2 separate regions of the Sus scrofa genome follow, and region 1 is linked to region 2. The links are chromatin contacts, called in public Hi-C maps. All regions are on one chromosome and are shown on one strand. The core of a region is the stretch at or near the end of the contact, and the rest is flanking DNA. Distances in the headings are between cores, read along the strand shown.

Region 1 (7,625 bases), core at 1,729-4,228, 500 kb before region 2:
TAAACTGTCTTCATTTCCTAGTCTTGTCATAACAAACTACCACAAAGTTGATGGCTTAAAACAAGAGGAAATTATTTTCTCATAGTCTGGAAGAAGTCCGAAATCTAGGTGTCAGCAGAGCTGCGCTCCTTCTGGAGGCTCCAGGGGAGAATTCTTCGTGGCCTCTTAGAGCTTCTGGAGGCCTTAGGAGTTCCTTGGTTTTTTGACTCCAATTTCTGCTTTGTCTTTACATGGACTTCTTCTTGTGTCTTCTCTGTGTGTCTTATCTAGGGACTCGTGATTTAGGACCCATCCAGATAACCTAGGGTGATCTTATCTTGCGATCCTTTAATCACATTTGTGAAGGCCCTTTTTTCAAATAAGGTCACATTCACAGGTTTCAGGAATTAGGGCCTAGGCATATCTTTGGGGGAGCCACCATTCAACCCACTCCATATCCAGCCATCTGGATACTGAAACTAACATATTACTGTCATCTAATCCACAGACCCCAGTCCAACTTTCACCCATTGTCTCCGTCATGCCCTTTATAGAGAAAGAATCCGGTTCAGAATCACATGGTCTATTTATTTGCCTTGCCTCTTTATCCTTCTTCAGTCTGGAGGAGTCCCTTGTGTCCTGGCTTTCATGACCTGATGATTTTGAAGATTCGGGCCAGTTCTTTTGTAGGATGTCTCTCAATGTTTGCTCATGATTAATTCAGGTGTGCATTCCTGGAAGGAACATTGTCACGGAGTGATGTTTTCTTCCCATTACATCCCATCAGGTGGCACATAGTTTCCATTTGTTTCAGTACCAGACAAAGTCACTTGGATCTCTTGGTTAAGGTGGCGATGCCAAACTTTACTGTTAAATACTCTTCTCATGAATATAAAGATTATGTCCACCTGACTTTGATTTTAATTCTATCACTATGGACACAGAGTTGCCTATTTCAATCAATGGGTTATAATTCATTTCTATTTTTTTTCTTTTATTTTTAAAAAATTATTCAATGCTCAGTTTTTGGCCCGAAGGAGCGCCCCCCCCCACCTGGTTTCTGTGTCTTTTTAATGTGACACTGTCATTCTTTGAGCATTTTCTTCCTTTCTGCTGCAGGGTGGTCCCAGCTCACCCCATACTCTCCTTGTCTTAGATGTAGAATCAAATATTTCTCCCTGGTTCCTTTTGATGGAGAATAGTTGTTGGAAGCTAAGATAACATATGGAAAAATGCTTTGTAACCTGAGTTAAACACACAAACAAAATCTCCCCCATATAATTCTGGTCCTCCAAATAAGTGAAACATTTCTTTTCCAGAAATTTCTTGCTCCCTAACAAAAACGACCAACTTCCTCCTTAGCTTTTGTGGTGTTGATGCCTGAAAAAAAAAAATGCCTTGGCCTTTGTGGGTATGGTAATAATATGAGATTTAAAAAAAAACAAAAAACAAAAAACCTATTGTATTTTTTGGTTAATGTTATTTCAAAAAATCTCCTTTGCAAGATATTTTTCTTTTCTGTGTTTTGCCCCTGAGATTTGACAGGATGTTGTGTTTAAACTGGTGTTGTACCTGAGTTTGCAGGAAGCCACTGACTTTCTATCAGGAGTGTGCTGAGAGCTGAGTCTAGAGGCTTTCGGGTTGGTCAGGGTAGGTCTTGAGAAAGATAGGCATCTCTTTGCAAGGCAGCTTCCCTAGGTGAGCTTACATGGGCTCTTTAAGCAAATCTAGTCTCCTCAGACACAAGAGGACAGGCTGAAGGTGCTGGCAAGAAAGGCTCCGAGAGACTGGAGAGTTCAGAGTTCTCATCTTTGTGCAGTTCCAGCAGAGGTCCCCATTCCATGTCTCAGGCTCACTCCTTCTCAATCCCATAACTTTAACATAAGAGGCGTGGCAAGTCCATGAATTCAACTTCAGTTTTTAGTTTTTGTTTTTGCAACCCAAACAACTAAACTTGGGTATGATTTTCACTGAGTTTGACCATGCAGCTGTAAGAAATTGCAAATTATCTCAGGCTCACCATAGATACCCTCTAGGTCTTTGTGACTTATGATGAAAGTTTAAAACCTCCAGCTTGTTTTCTTTCTGTAAGTTCTCCAGTGCAATCAGAAGCAGCTCTCACACTCGTTATTATGACCATAACAGCCCAGTGCCACAGCCACTTGGTCCTCCAGGCCATTTGTTTCGCAGGCACTTCCTCACAGTCACCTGCAGGTAATGTTTCAGTTCATCATGATGACCTGCATGACCACAGGTAACTGGATTCCCATCTTCGAGTAGCAGAGATCTCAACCCCACTTTCAGTTAAGGACATAACGAAGCAATCCCAAGTCCCACCTTTGAGGGTTTGTTTCCTGGAACCACTCTGGCACCAAACATCGCACATGCTAGAGTGCAGTCAGGAAGACAGAAACCACACCAGCCGTTTCAGCAGAGAGAATTTAATATAAGAAAGGGGGACGTTCCCGTTGTGGCACAGTGGTTAACGAATCTGACTAGGAACCATGAGGTTGAGGGTTCGATCCCTGGCCTTGCTCAGTAGGTTAAGGATCCGGGTTGCTGTGAGCTGTGGTGTAGGTTGCAGACGCTGCTCGGATCCCATGTTGCTGTGGCTCTGGCGTAGAACGGTGGCTACAGTTCCAATTAGATCCCTAGCCTGGGAATCTCCATATGCCACGGGAGCAGCCCTATAAAAGGCAAAAAGACCAAAAAAAAAAAAAAAAAAGTTATAAGAAACGGGAAAACATTGAGTCCTAGAAATAACAACCTGCCATCAGAACACGGGGAAGAAGTTTGTGTTTTCAAAAACCAGAGGCTTGGAAGAGGGCCCCACAGATCTAGGACATAGACCTCTGAGAAGAAGATCCTGTCCAGCGAGTCCTGTGGCACCTGAAGGCTAATTCTAGAAGCTTTACGAGAAGCTCAGGACTGGAACTAACTGCTGCTGCCAAAGGGAAGCGCCGCTGCCGAGCCAACAACGACAGGAACTGCCCACAACCGGAAGAGGCAGCTCTGTTTCCTTTCTTAAATCTCGCAGTCTCCCTCTACCACCCCCTGCCGGCAGAGCTGAACAGTTACCCCGCAAAAGAGAAACAAGTCTGCAGAAAAGACCCAGACTACAAAGTGGAGTTTAGGAGGGTGGATTTGGACCTGATGTAATAGGATGGTATGTGTTTTCACATATAATTGCAGAGGCTCAGTTACAAAGTGGACGTGATAAAATAGATGTTTACATCTATTTGTGGCATCAGCATAAGGGTGACATCTATAAGTCTATTCCAGCGTGTTATACTAGCCATGAAACAACAAATGGGTGGCCAAGAATAATGTGATTCTTTGGTGTGGTACGCAACTGTTGGCAATGTTCCAAAGAAAACATAATGTGCCACATTCCCTTAATTTACAAATTAGTGCCTTCCTGGAAATTTTATTACATATTAAATGCTGAACTAATGGTAAGTAGTCTTTTCATCTACATGAATATTCAGCCAGAAATTTTAAAGTTCTAGGGGACGAAAGACAATTATCTCTTTTATGGGAATAGCCTGTGTATTGCAGGATGTCTAGCACTGTTTCTTGAATGCCATAGTCCTTTACTCATTTCTCAAACACATGCTAGGACATGCAAGGACACATTGAGAGATATTATCATATAAAAATTAACTACCGGAGTTCCCGTCGTGGCGCAGTGGTTAGCGAATCCGACTAGGAACCATGAGGTTGCGGGTTCGGTCCCTGCCCTTGCTCAGTGGGTTAACAATCAGGCTTAGCCGTGAGCTGTGGTGTAGGTTGCAGACGCGGCTCGGATCCCGCGTTGCTGTGGCTCTGGCGCAGGCCGGTGGCTACAGCTCTGATTCGACCTCTAGCCTGGGAACCTCCATATGCCAAGGGAGCGGCCCAAGAAATAGCAACAACAACAACAACAACAAAAAGACAAAAAGGCAAAAAAAAAAAAAAAAAAAAATTAACTACCATCTTCCTAAAACTGACTTCCTGGGGCAAGGGTTTAGGGGCTAGGGATTTTATGCTGAGTAACCTAGAAGCCAACTGAAGGTTTTGAACGGAAACATTTGATTTACATTTTAAAGAAGATTACTCTGGCTGCTGCTTTGTGAATAACAAAGGGAGGCAAGAATGGAGGTGTGAACTGAAGTGTGGCACTTGCCATCACCCTCTACAGGGAGTAAAACATGATCCCCTGAAGCTGCTGACCCACAGCACCCCCAGAGTGGAGCTCAGGGGGCAGACAGGGGTGAGGCACTCTGTGCTTTGGGAAAACTGGAAGAACAGGTCTTCAGATAGATATTTTTAGGAGAAGATCTTACGAGCTTAATTCCTGCATCTCCTCATTTCTAGAAAAACATTAAAATCCTTCCTTGATAACTGATACAGTAACTCTCTAACTAGTCGTCACCTTCACGAGACCAGCAGCAAACTTCTGCAAAATGCGTGCCTGGCTGCAGGCACCTCCCCCTTCACCTTTACAACTTTTATCTTGATATCTCCCCCTTTCCTCTTTGGGGCAATATTTCAGATAACTCTGAAATACTGCCTCCTGGGCTGTAGTTAAGTGACAGGACAGAAGACGTCAGGGTCCTTTGTGAGAACAGCCACTCCCAAGGGTGGGCCAGTGAGCCCTGAGGGAACATCGGGAAAGAAACCAGGACGACTGGCCCCCAGCTTAGGTGCATATCAAAGGAGTGATTCCAGGAAACCCAAACCCAGATCTTCTCTTAGAAACTGGTTTTCTATAAATCTTTTTCTGTAAATCTGGCTATCTATAAACCTTTTGTTCCTACTGCTTTCCCTCTGTTGCAAAAACTCAAATATCCCAGCTTACCCCTCGCCTCCTCAGAGCAGTTCCTCGGAGCTTCTTGAGATGCTGTCTCCCGGGCGTAAGTCCTAATTTCACCCCAAATAAAACGTAACTCTCAACTTTGAGGTTGTGCTTTTTTTTTCTTTTTTTAAGTCAGTAGAAGGAAGGAGTCCAGATGGAAGGGCTCACTGTATTCCAGTGGAAGGAGGAGATGTAGTTCCATTCTGGATATATTTCAAAGGTATCCAGACAGAATTTTCTTTAAGGGTGGATACGAGTGAGAGAAAGAGCAAGACCAAGGATGACGTCAAGGTTTCAGCCCAGATGACTGAACGGTTGTGAAGTTTTCAGAGACGGGACTCAGTGCGTAAGATTAGACCTGTAAAGTATGTAGTAGATACCCAAGTGGGGATGCTGAGGAGGGCGTTGGATATATGTCACTCCAGAGCTCGGTGGGAAGGTTGGGGCCAGAAGTATAAATTAGGGAGTACTTAGAACTCACAGGAAGATTTAAATACATGAACCTGGATGCGGTCATCAAGGGGGTGAGTGTAAATACAGAAGAGAAGCGGTTCAAGGCACGAGCCCAGAGCTCCTCCAAGATAGTGAGTCTGGGTAGAGGCAGAGGTGTCAGCAAAGGAAGTGAGATCATCCTGGGTCGTCTTTTTTGACTATAACTAATAACATGGTATAATATTATAATGGCTAGTGCCAAACATTATTCTAATCACTTAAGATACACTACTTTTTAAAAATGTTAACAACCACTTTATGAGGTAGGCTATGTTGTTTTTATTTAATGATGAGGAAACTGAGGCAGAGTTGAATATATCCTGCTCAATATTAAAACCAACGAAATATACAGAATTAGATAAAGATAGTGCTTGCATAACACTGTGAATGTACTCAATGCCACTGGATCATTCACTTTAAAATCGTTTATTTTATTTTATTTTATTTTTTTGCTTTTTAGGGCTGTACCTGTGGCACATAGAAGTTCCCAGACTGGGGGTCAAATAAGAGCTACAGCTGGCGGCCTGTCGGAATCCAAGCTGTGTCTGTGACTTACACCACAACAAGTCGGGATCCAAGCTGTGTCTGTGACTTACACCACAGCTTATGGCAATGCTGGATCCCTGAACCACTGATCGAGGCCAGGGATCGAACCTGCATCCTCATGGATACTACTCGGATTCTTTTCTGCTGCGTCACAACAGGAACTCTCAACACCAAATAGCTTAAAGTCATAAATGAAAGGTAAATCTGTACAGTTTCGATAATGAAAGAAAATGTAGGAGAATGTAGAGTGGGAAGATTTTCTTAAACAAGACCCCAAAAGCAAACCATAAGAGAAAGATTGAGAGATAGTATCATATCAAAATTAACTATTTCTGTTCAGCAGTAGATATCATCTACAAGCTAAGAGGTAACATTACTGATTGTCTTATAGTCAGAGGTCTGGAATGAGTTTCATTGCACTAAAATCCATAAAAGCCCTATATTTAAATATGACTAGCATTATTAATAATAGCACCAGCAGCACTATTAATTTCATATATGATACTATGCATAATATAATATATGTTGACTATATATATACTTTATGTAGTATAGTAATTGAGAGTATATTATTATTTAAAGGAGAAAATAGTCACATTTAAATTCCTTGGGTTAAAAAATAGTAATTACACAATTGGGTACTTTATGATCACAGATAATATTAAAGTAGAAGATAATTTCTTTTATTCACAAATAAAGAAGAGTTCCCTGGTGGCCTAAGAGTTAAAGGATCCAGCATTGTCACTGTTGTGGCTCTGGTTACTGCTGTGGTGTGGGTTCGATCCCTGGCCTGGGGGAACTTCTTCATGCTGTGACTGTGGCAAAAATAAAAAGGTAAAATTCTGGGGTTCCCGTCGTGGCTCAGTGGTTAACGAATCCAACTAGGAACCATGAGGTGGTGGGTTCGATCCCTGGCCTTGCTCAGTGGGTTAAGGATCCGGCGTTGCTGTGAGCTGTGGTGTAGGTTGCATACGTGGCTCAGATCCCACGTTGCTGTGGCTCTGGCGTAGGCCGGAGACTACAGTTCCAATTAGACTCCTAGCCTGGGAATCTCCATATGCCACGGGAGCAGCCCTAGAAAAGGCAAAAAGACCAAAAAAAAAGATAAAATTCTTTTATAATGGGTTCAACTATGTAAGAATTTTAAATTTGAATATATACAAAGGAAAATGTGATGCGTCACTCAGATAAAGCAGACCAGATAATTTCATAATGGCCTCTTCAGAGGATAGTATTTAGGAATTAGAGGCAAATCTGACTACCTTGTGCCACCCAACACCCTCCCCCCACCAAAGTCATACACTCAATATGTAATCAATATAAAGTGATTAATTAGATAATTTATTTTCTTTTAAAAAATTATCTAATTGTGGCTCAGCAGATTAAGTCTGAGTTCCCATTGTGGCCCAGTGGGTTAAGAACCTGACTAGTATCCAGGAGGATGTGGGTTCTATCCCTGGCCTTGCTCAGTGGGTTAAGGATCTGGCATTGTCATGAGCTGTGCTGTAGGTCGCAGATGTGGCTTGGATCCAACGTTGCTGTGACTGTGGCATAGGCCAGCCGCTGCAGCTCCAATTGGACCCTAGCCTGGAAACTTCCATATGCTTCAGGTGCAGCCATAAAAAAACAAAACAAAACAAAACAAAACAACCCTAAGTCTGTGAAACCTGGATTTGTTGGTTGGGACTCTAGATGTCAAGGGCTTGATAGCTATATGTGGTCAGTAGCTACCATGTTGGGCAGCGCAGTTTTAGACAAAGGAGGAAATCAA
Region 2 (7,056 bases), core at 3,863-6,362:
CCTAAAAAGCGAAAGAAAGGAAGGAAGAAAGGAGAGAGAGAGAAAAAAGAGGCGAAAAAAAAGAAAAAGAGAAGATGGCTTTTTATATTTATAACCACACACTATGCTGTCTTAGTAGCTACGGGAACTCAGGGACAGAAAGAACCTTTCTTACTCTGGGAACAGAGTAAGGACTGGCTTCCTGGACCTGAGCCTTGGAGGAAGGGCAGGAGCCAAAAGGGCTGGGAGGGCCCCCGGGGGCAGGAACAAGACTCTGAGAGGAGCACTGGTGACACCTGTTACGGGGACGACAGAAGCCTGTGTTCTAAGTACAGAGGGTGTGTGCAGGTGCTGGGGAGCCTTAGAGGGGGGCTCTGCTGCCCTTACTCAACCTTGAGGAAACCAAGGCCAGGGGAGAAAGACCTTTTCCAGACAATATCCTGGCTTCCAGCCGGAGGCTCACTGCTCTACGTCCCCCCAGGGCCTAAAGGCCACTGCTGACCGTCTCTGGGCCTGTCCCTCCTCCTCCTGGAACCCATATCCCAGCCCTGGCTCTCCTCCTGAGTCCCAGTTCAGCTCCATGCTTTGTGGCTGCAGCCTGGGCTCAGATGGAACAGGAAGACGGCAGATGTGGCCTTCACTGCGAGCCTCCTGCTTCTGCCCCTGCAGCCTCGAGGCATGATGCTGGTCCCAGTGAGTCACTTTGGGAGATGCGGCTGGCTTAGGCTGGAAGTTACTCAGTGGTGAAGCATCCTGTCCTCTGTGGCTGGGGACAGGGCCAGAGAGAACGCAGATGCCCTTCTTCCTGGGACTCGGCGTCTGGGCTCCCTGCTTCTGCACCCAGAGTTCTGTTTGGCCTAGAGAATGCTGGCTGGCGAGTGGGGCACCTGCCTGAATGAACCAGGATTCCAGGTTCTGGGCTTACATACTTCTGTTTATTTTTTTTTTTTCTTTCTGCCATTTCTCGGGCCACTTCTGCAGCATATGGAGGTTCCCAGGCTAGGGGTCCATTCGGAGCTGTAGCCACTGGCCTACACCAGAGCCACAGCAACGTGGGATCGGAGCCGTGTCTGCAACCTACACCACAGCTCACGGCAACGCCGGATCCTTAACCCACTGAGTGAGGCCAGGGATCAAACCCACAACCTCATGGTTCCTAGTCAGATTCGTCAATACTGAGCCACGACGGGAACTCCCCATCTTACTATTGTGATGTGACAGTCACATGGCTCTGAGAAATTCCTGGTCTCCACTGTGTGTCTCGCAGTGGGCTGGGTGCCAAGGTGGCCATCCACCTTGACGCTGCTGCCTGGGCCCAGTTCATCCCAGCTAAGGTGAGAGCAGCTGCTGATCCCTAAGGATGGAGAAGGCATAACCTCTTTGTCAGCCTGTGCCTCTGGGAAGGTGAGCAGCGCAGAGAGCTGTCGGCCCCCTGCAGAGGGGCTGAAAGACCCTTCATCTTTGTAGCACCTGGGACAAGGCTGTGCCTGGCACATGATGTGAGCTCCATAACATCATGGGGGAGGGAAAGGCTTATCGTCTGAACCCAACACATGCAACCATTTAAAAACAAGAAAGGATGGCGTGAGGGGTGCCCCCACCGGCACTGGCAGAGAAAGAAGCAGTCCCTGGTGGAAAGACCACAGGGCACAGATCTGGGCACTGGAGACGAATGTGCCCAGTTCCTGGCCTTGACAGGCTCTGTGTCTGCTTGGGAGGCTTACTTGGGAGCAGAGTGTCACTGTTTGAGGACTCAAGGGTTCTGAAGGCAGTAGAGCTGGGAGGGCCAAGGCCGGCCACCTCTGGGAGGAGGAGGAGGAGCTGGCTGAGGGGAGGAGGACTTTGCAGGCTGAGATTGAGTGGCCCAGGGATGGCAAGGTTGTCAGAGCAGCTGAGGAAACTGAGTCTGCAGAGGTGGGGGGGTTGCACCTGCAGCTAGGACATGTGGCTGGGGCGAGCTTCCTGTGCGGGGCCTGAGCCGCCGGCAGAGGCAGGGAGGAGGACAGGCCTTCGAGCCTGGAGATGAGGCAGGGAGGCAGGGGGTGTGTGTGAAGGAGTCTCCACTTGCACATGCATGCACGCCAACACACACAGCGCGCACACACAAACACACACACGGCCTCCTCTAGTCTAAGACCCAACTCACTTGCTTCTGGACACTTTCCAAAAACCAGTAGTGCTGTGCTGCCCACCTTCAAAAGGTTTAAGCTGCTAATGCAAAGGAGGGAGAAAGTCCGATTCACAGCCTCCGCAAGGTTGGAACTATTCTCGGGCAAAGCCTGGCAAGTCTTTTTTTTTTTTTTTTTTTTTTTTTATCTTTTTGCCATTTCTTGGGCTGCTTCCGCAGCATGTGGAGTTCCCAGGCTAGGGGTCGAATCGGAGCTGTAGCCGCCAGCCTACACCAGAGCCACAGCAACTCGGGATCTGAGCCACATCTGTAACCTACACCACAGATCATGGCAACACCGGATCCCTAACCCACTGAGCAAGGCCAGGGATGGAACCCGCGACCTCATGGTTCCTAGTCGGATTCGTTAACCACTGCGCCACGACGGGAACTCCAAGCCTGGCAAGTCTTAGAACTGAGATTCTGGAGGAGCCTCTCAGGGGGCTGGAGGCATCCCTGGCCGCCCCCCGCCACCCAGCGCCCTCAGCTGCATCCCTCCCCGCAGGTTACCTGAACGTGCTGGTGAACAGCCAGTGGAAGTCGCGCTGGTGCTCCGTCAGGGACAGTCACCTGTACTTCTACCAGGACCGGAACCGGAGCAAGGCGGCCCAGCAGCCCCTCAGCCTGGTGGGCTGTGAGGTGGTCCCAGACCCGAGCCCGGACCACCTCTACTCCTTCCGCATCCTCCACAACGGCGAGGAGCTGGCCAAGCTCGAGGTAGTGCTGGCCCGTGGGGGAGGGGCAGGGCCCAGGGGCAAGGTCACGGCCCTTGCCGCAGGTCCTGAGGACCACAGCCCCACAACGGGAGAGTCCACCCAGCGGCTTTATTTGTACTTCCTTTGCCTGAGATTGTTTGCATTTAAAAAAAAAAAAAATTCCATTCCCTTTCTGACCTCAGGGTGGTGGAGTTATAGGACCGGGACAATGAGCTATTTCCTGCACTTAGGGCAAGAGGAGTATTTATAACTCCCTGAGCTGCTGGAAAAACTTTCTGGGGATTCAAAGCGGGTTTGTGATTTTGTTTGTGTATCACCAGATGGGGCCCAGTACATTAAAATGCCAACCAGTAAGGGCTTATCTTGGGGGAGAATAGGGTTGGTGATACAATGACAGTAATCCCACTCCCCACCCTGCTTGATGTTATGTTCCATTTATAAAAATAAGAGGTGACATAATACCTTGCAATGAGCTGGGCAGTCCCCAGCAGAAGGCTTTACAGGCGTTTAAGAACACACCCCAGTCCACTCCTGTGCACCTAGCCCTGTATCCCGGGGTCTTCCTCCAGATTTTGCGCCAATGCTGCCCTCTGGTGGCTAAAAGATCCACATCCCTCTTCATCCATCCATCCTATTGACAGATACCTACTCAGTACAATAATATGGTGAAGAAGTGGAACTTACATTCCTAGTACAAGAGTGAGATGTTGCCCATCGATTACTTAAGGCCAGTTGCCAGAGAGCAGTGGGGCAGGTGCTGTGATATGTATGGAAGTCCACGTGCTGGGCAGGTGGGAGCTAAGTAGGGAGAGCTTGTGTGGGGCAGGGGAGGTGGGGAGGAAAGCAAGGTTGATCCTAAGAGGGGAGAGAGACCCTGAAGGGGTTCAAGGGAAGGTGGCCTGTTCAGATTTGGCTTCCCAGACACTTCTTCCAGCTGCCGGGGGCGGGGGGGGGGTAGGAAGGGATAAAATGAGAAGCTGTTACCATTGCCCAGGGCAGGGATGGTTGCAGCAGGAACTACAGGCCGTCCAAGGAAAAGCTGTGTTGAGAAATCCACTTGAAAATGAGTAGGAAAAGGAAAGCAATTAATGTCGAAATCCGCTTTCAGCTACCCCCTCCAATCACGAAAACAGGGCAAAGGGGTGGCAGAGCTGTACTGAGCAATGCCAGCCAGTAGCTGTTTTTCCTCATGAAAGGAAACCCGTAATATTCATAGAATTTCCAGGGCTTTCTCATTATCAAGCCAAGAATCAATCTTGGCATTTAAATAGAACTACCCAGCAGGTATGCTTGATGAGAATGCTGTATTGTCTCCTGGGAAAATATAGGCACCAACGTCACGGGGATTTAGTTCCTGATTTGTCCGAACGATTTGACCTGGTGTCAGGTGTATACTGAAACCGTAAACAAAAATAAATTCGCGTTTTGATATTTCTTAGCAGGGATCCGGTAGTATTACATGCATGAATTAGAGCTGTTGAAATTGAAATGTGATCATTCACAAAAGAGAGGTGTCACCCAAAATACACCGTTACCAGGCCTCTCCGGGATCATTAGCCTTCTGGAAATAGATGTATATTAGCATCACGTGTGATACTTGGCACAAATGTCCACAGCATCATTGAGGTGACTCTAGGGTGTCACTAGTAGCAGGAAATACTATTTCGGGTCCCCGGAGGATGGGACGTGCTTGTGAAAATGAGGAGCTTGGCCCAGGGCCACACAGTCAGAGGCCTTGCGTAGGGTGGGGGTGGGGAGAGGCTGGGCCCCAGGCTGCACGGTCAGCCCCGCTTATGTCCTTCTCGGCCTCCTCCCAGGCCAAGACTTCCGAGGAAATGGGCCACTGGCTAGGCCTCCTGCTCTCGGAGTCAGGTTCCAAGACAGACCCGGAAGAATTTACCTACGACTATGTGGATGCCGATAGGGTTTCCTGTATTGTAAGCGCTGCCAAAACCTCTCTGCTGTGAGTATTCAGGGACCTCCCGCTTTGCACCCTCCCACGCCCAGCCTTGCTTCCAGACCCAGGCCCAGAAGGGGCCCTGGTGGGCAGCTGAGCAGCGTGGCAGCTGGGAGGGCCATCAGTGTCGAAACCGACGTGCCACGAAGTCATCTTATGTATGCTGGGGCTGTGCCAGCCACCTGGCTTGGGGGACTTGTCTAGATAAAAGAGCTGGTTAACCTGTTCTGTGTAGCAAAAAGATCAGGGCCAGGGAGCAGCCCTCAGGCGGGCCCCGCAGGAGCTGAGCCAGGCGTCTGGCCCGGGGACAGCCACAGCGTCCAGCTCTGGTTAGACACTCTCAGCTCCTTAAGGCAGAGCCGGCGCCTTTGCTGGCTTCCGCTTTCCTTCTGCTGAGGCAGCATTTGCCCATGGAGCCCTCGCTGGGTCCCAGCACACCCTAGAAGAAGCAGGGCAGAGGTGGCACTTCTGCTTCTTGGATCAGCAAACTAACTCCGGGAGAAGTGGTCCTAGGGCAGGGCGGGGAGGGGTGAGCAGATGTGGCAGCCAGCCGAGCCACTGGAACAGAATCTGCTCTCTGAGGTACAAAATGCGGAAAGTGCCATCTGGCCAGTGAGGCCCCAAGCATGCCGTGTGCTGCGCAGATGAAATGAGAGAGGATTTTGTTGTTGGAAGGAGATCCTGAAAGGGAGAAATAGGGGTGAGAAGACAGCAAAGGAGCCTAAGAGGAGGAGGGAGGGTAGGGACGCCTGCTTTCCTGGAAGAGAAATTTGGAACGGGAATTCTAATAAGAAGGCCCTGGGGAGAGAGAGAGGAGATAACCCTAAGCAAACGGATTCGTGGAGCTCCCTTGTGGCTCAGTGGGTTAAGGATCCAGCATGGTCACTGCAGTGGCTAAGGTCACTGCTATTGCATGGGTTTGATCCCTGGCCCAGCCAAGGGCATGACCAAAAAATTTTAAAAAGTAGAAAAAAAAATTCATTTTAAAATGAGGTCAGTGCTGGTCCCCAGGTCTCCTGCACAGTCCACGGATTTCGCCATAGCTCTCACTGCTATGAATGCTTTGAGGCTGGTGGCATTTACCCTCTCTTGCCGTGTCTTCCAGACTGATGCAGAGAAAGTTCTCGGAGCCGAACACTTACATCGACGGCCTGCCCAGCCAGGATTGCCAGGAGCTGCTGTATGATGATGTGGAGATGTCGGAGCTGACGGCCTCGGTAAGGATGCCGCCGGCAGCCGCCTGGGGCTGCCCCTCCTCTTCCTGCCAAGCCTCAGTGCCTTTGTGTCTCAGTGCCAGAGACCATTAGATGGTCCCCAAGAGGGATGGGCTCCAAGTCACCCGCAGGGCCATCAGTGTTGAAACCAAGGTGCCACAAAGTCCTCTTATGTATGCTGGGGCTGCGCCAGCTGCCTGGCTTGGGGACTTGTCTAGATGAAAGAGCTGGTTAACCACTCTGGTCAGTTCACAGGTAGAGGGTGTGGTATTGGGAGTGGTGATATCGTTAGCTCTTTTTATTTTATTTTGTTTTATTTTATTTTTGCTTTCTAGGGCTGCAGCTGCAGCATTTGGAAATTCTCAGGCTAGGGGTCGAATTGGAGCTACAGCTGCTGTCTATACCACAGCCACAGCAACGCCAGATCCTTGACCCACTGAGTGAGGCCAGGGATCGAACCTGCATCCTCATGGATCCTAGCCGGGTTTGTTAACCACTGAGCCACAAAGGGAACTCCAGCCCTTTTTTTTTTTTTAATTGAGGTATAGTTGATTTGCAATATTATATTAGCTTCAGGTATACATCATAGTATGTATGATTATAAATTATATGCCATTAAAAGTTATAACAAAATAATGGTTCTAATCCCCTGTGCTACACAATATTTCCTCATGGTTTATCTGTTTTATCCATAGTAGTTTGCATCTCTTAATCCCACACCTCTATCTTGTCCTTCCTCCCTTCCCTCTCTTTAGTGATCAACAGTAGTTTGTTGTCTTTTTCTGTGAGTCTGTTTTTTTTTTTTTTTTTTTTTTTTTTTGTCTTTTTGCCTTTTCTAGGGCCGCACCCACGGCATATGGAGGTTCCCAGGCTAGGGGTCGAATTGGAGCTGTAGCTGCCCGCCTTCACCAGAGCCACAGCAACGGGGATCCAAGCCGCGTCTGCAACCTATACCACAGCTCACGGCAACGCCGGATTGTTAACCCACTGAGCAAGGGCAGGGACTGAACCCGCAACCTCATG

Evidence for each region. A called contact is a pair of places that touch in the nucleus more often than the background predicts.
Region 1: a Hi-C map of skeletal muscle shows a contact between it and region 2, with 3 times the contacts expected there. The contact joins two enhancer-like sites. A contact is called at or near these places in 1 of 5 promoter capture datasets (liver) and 12 of 47 Hi-C or Micro-C datasets (alveolar macrophages, brain, embryonic fibroblasts and 8 more).

The regions. Positions count from the first base shown.
Region 1 is chr14:125,137,289-125,144,913 of Sscrofa11.1, reverse strand. No RefSeq gene overlaps it. Among named protein-coding and RNA genes, the nearest start is that of FAM160B1, 18 kb to the left of the region's middle. Within about 2 kb of position 2,978, at least 10 of the 83 cell types and tissues checked have an H3K27ac peak or open chromatin away from gene starts, as enhancers often do. A contact at or near this core is called in skeletal muscle, where this site is marked.
Region 2 is chr14:124,637,182-124,644,237 of Sscrofa11.1, reverse strand. AFAP1L2 (actin filament-associated protein 1-like 2) reads left to right here. Exons shown (of 25, transcript XM_013983751.2): 14 at 2,652-2,863; 15 at 4,680-4,825; 16 at 5,925-6,036. Among named protein-coding and RNA genes, the nearest start is that of VWA2, 63 kb to the right of the region's middle. Within about 2 kb of position 5,112, at least 20 of the 83 cell types and tissues checked have an H3K27ac peak or open chromatin away from gene starts, as enhancers often do. A contact at or near this core is called in skeletal muscle, where this site is marked.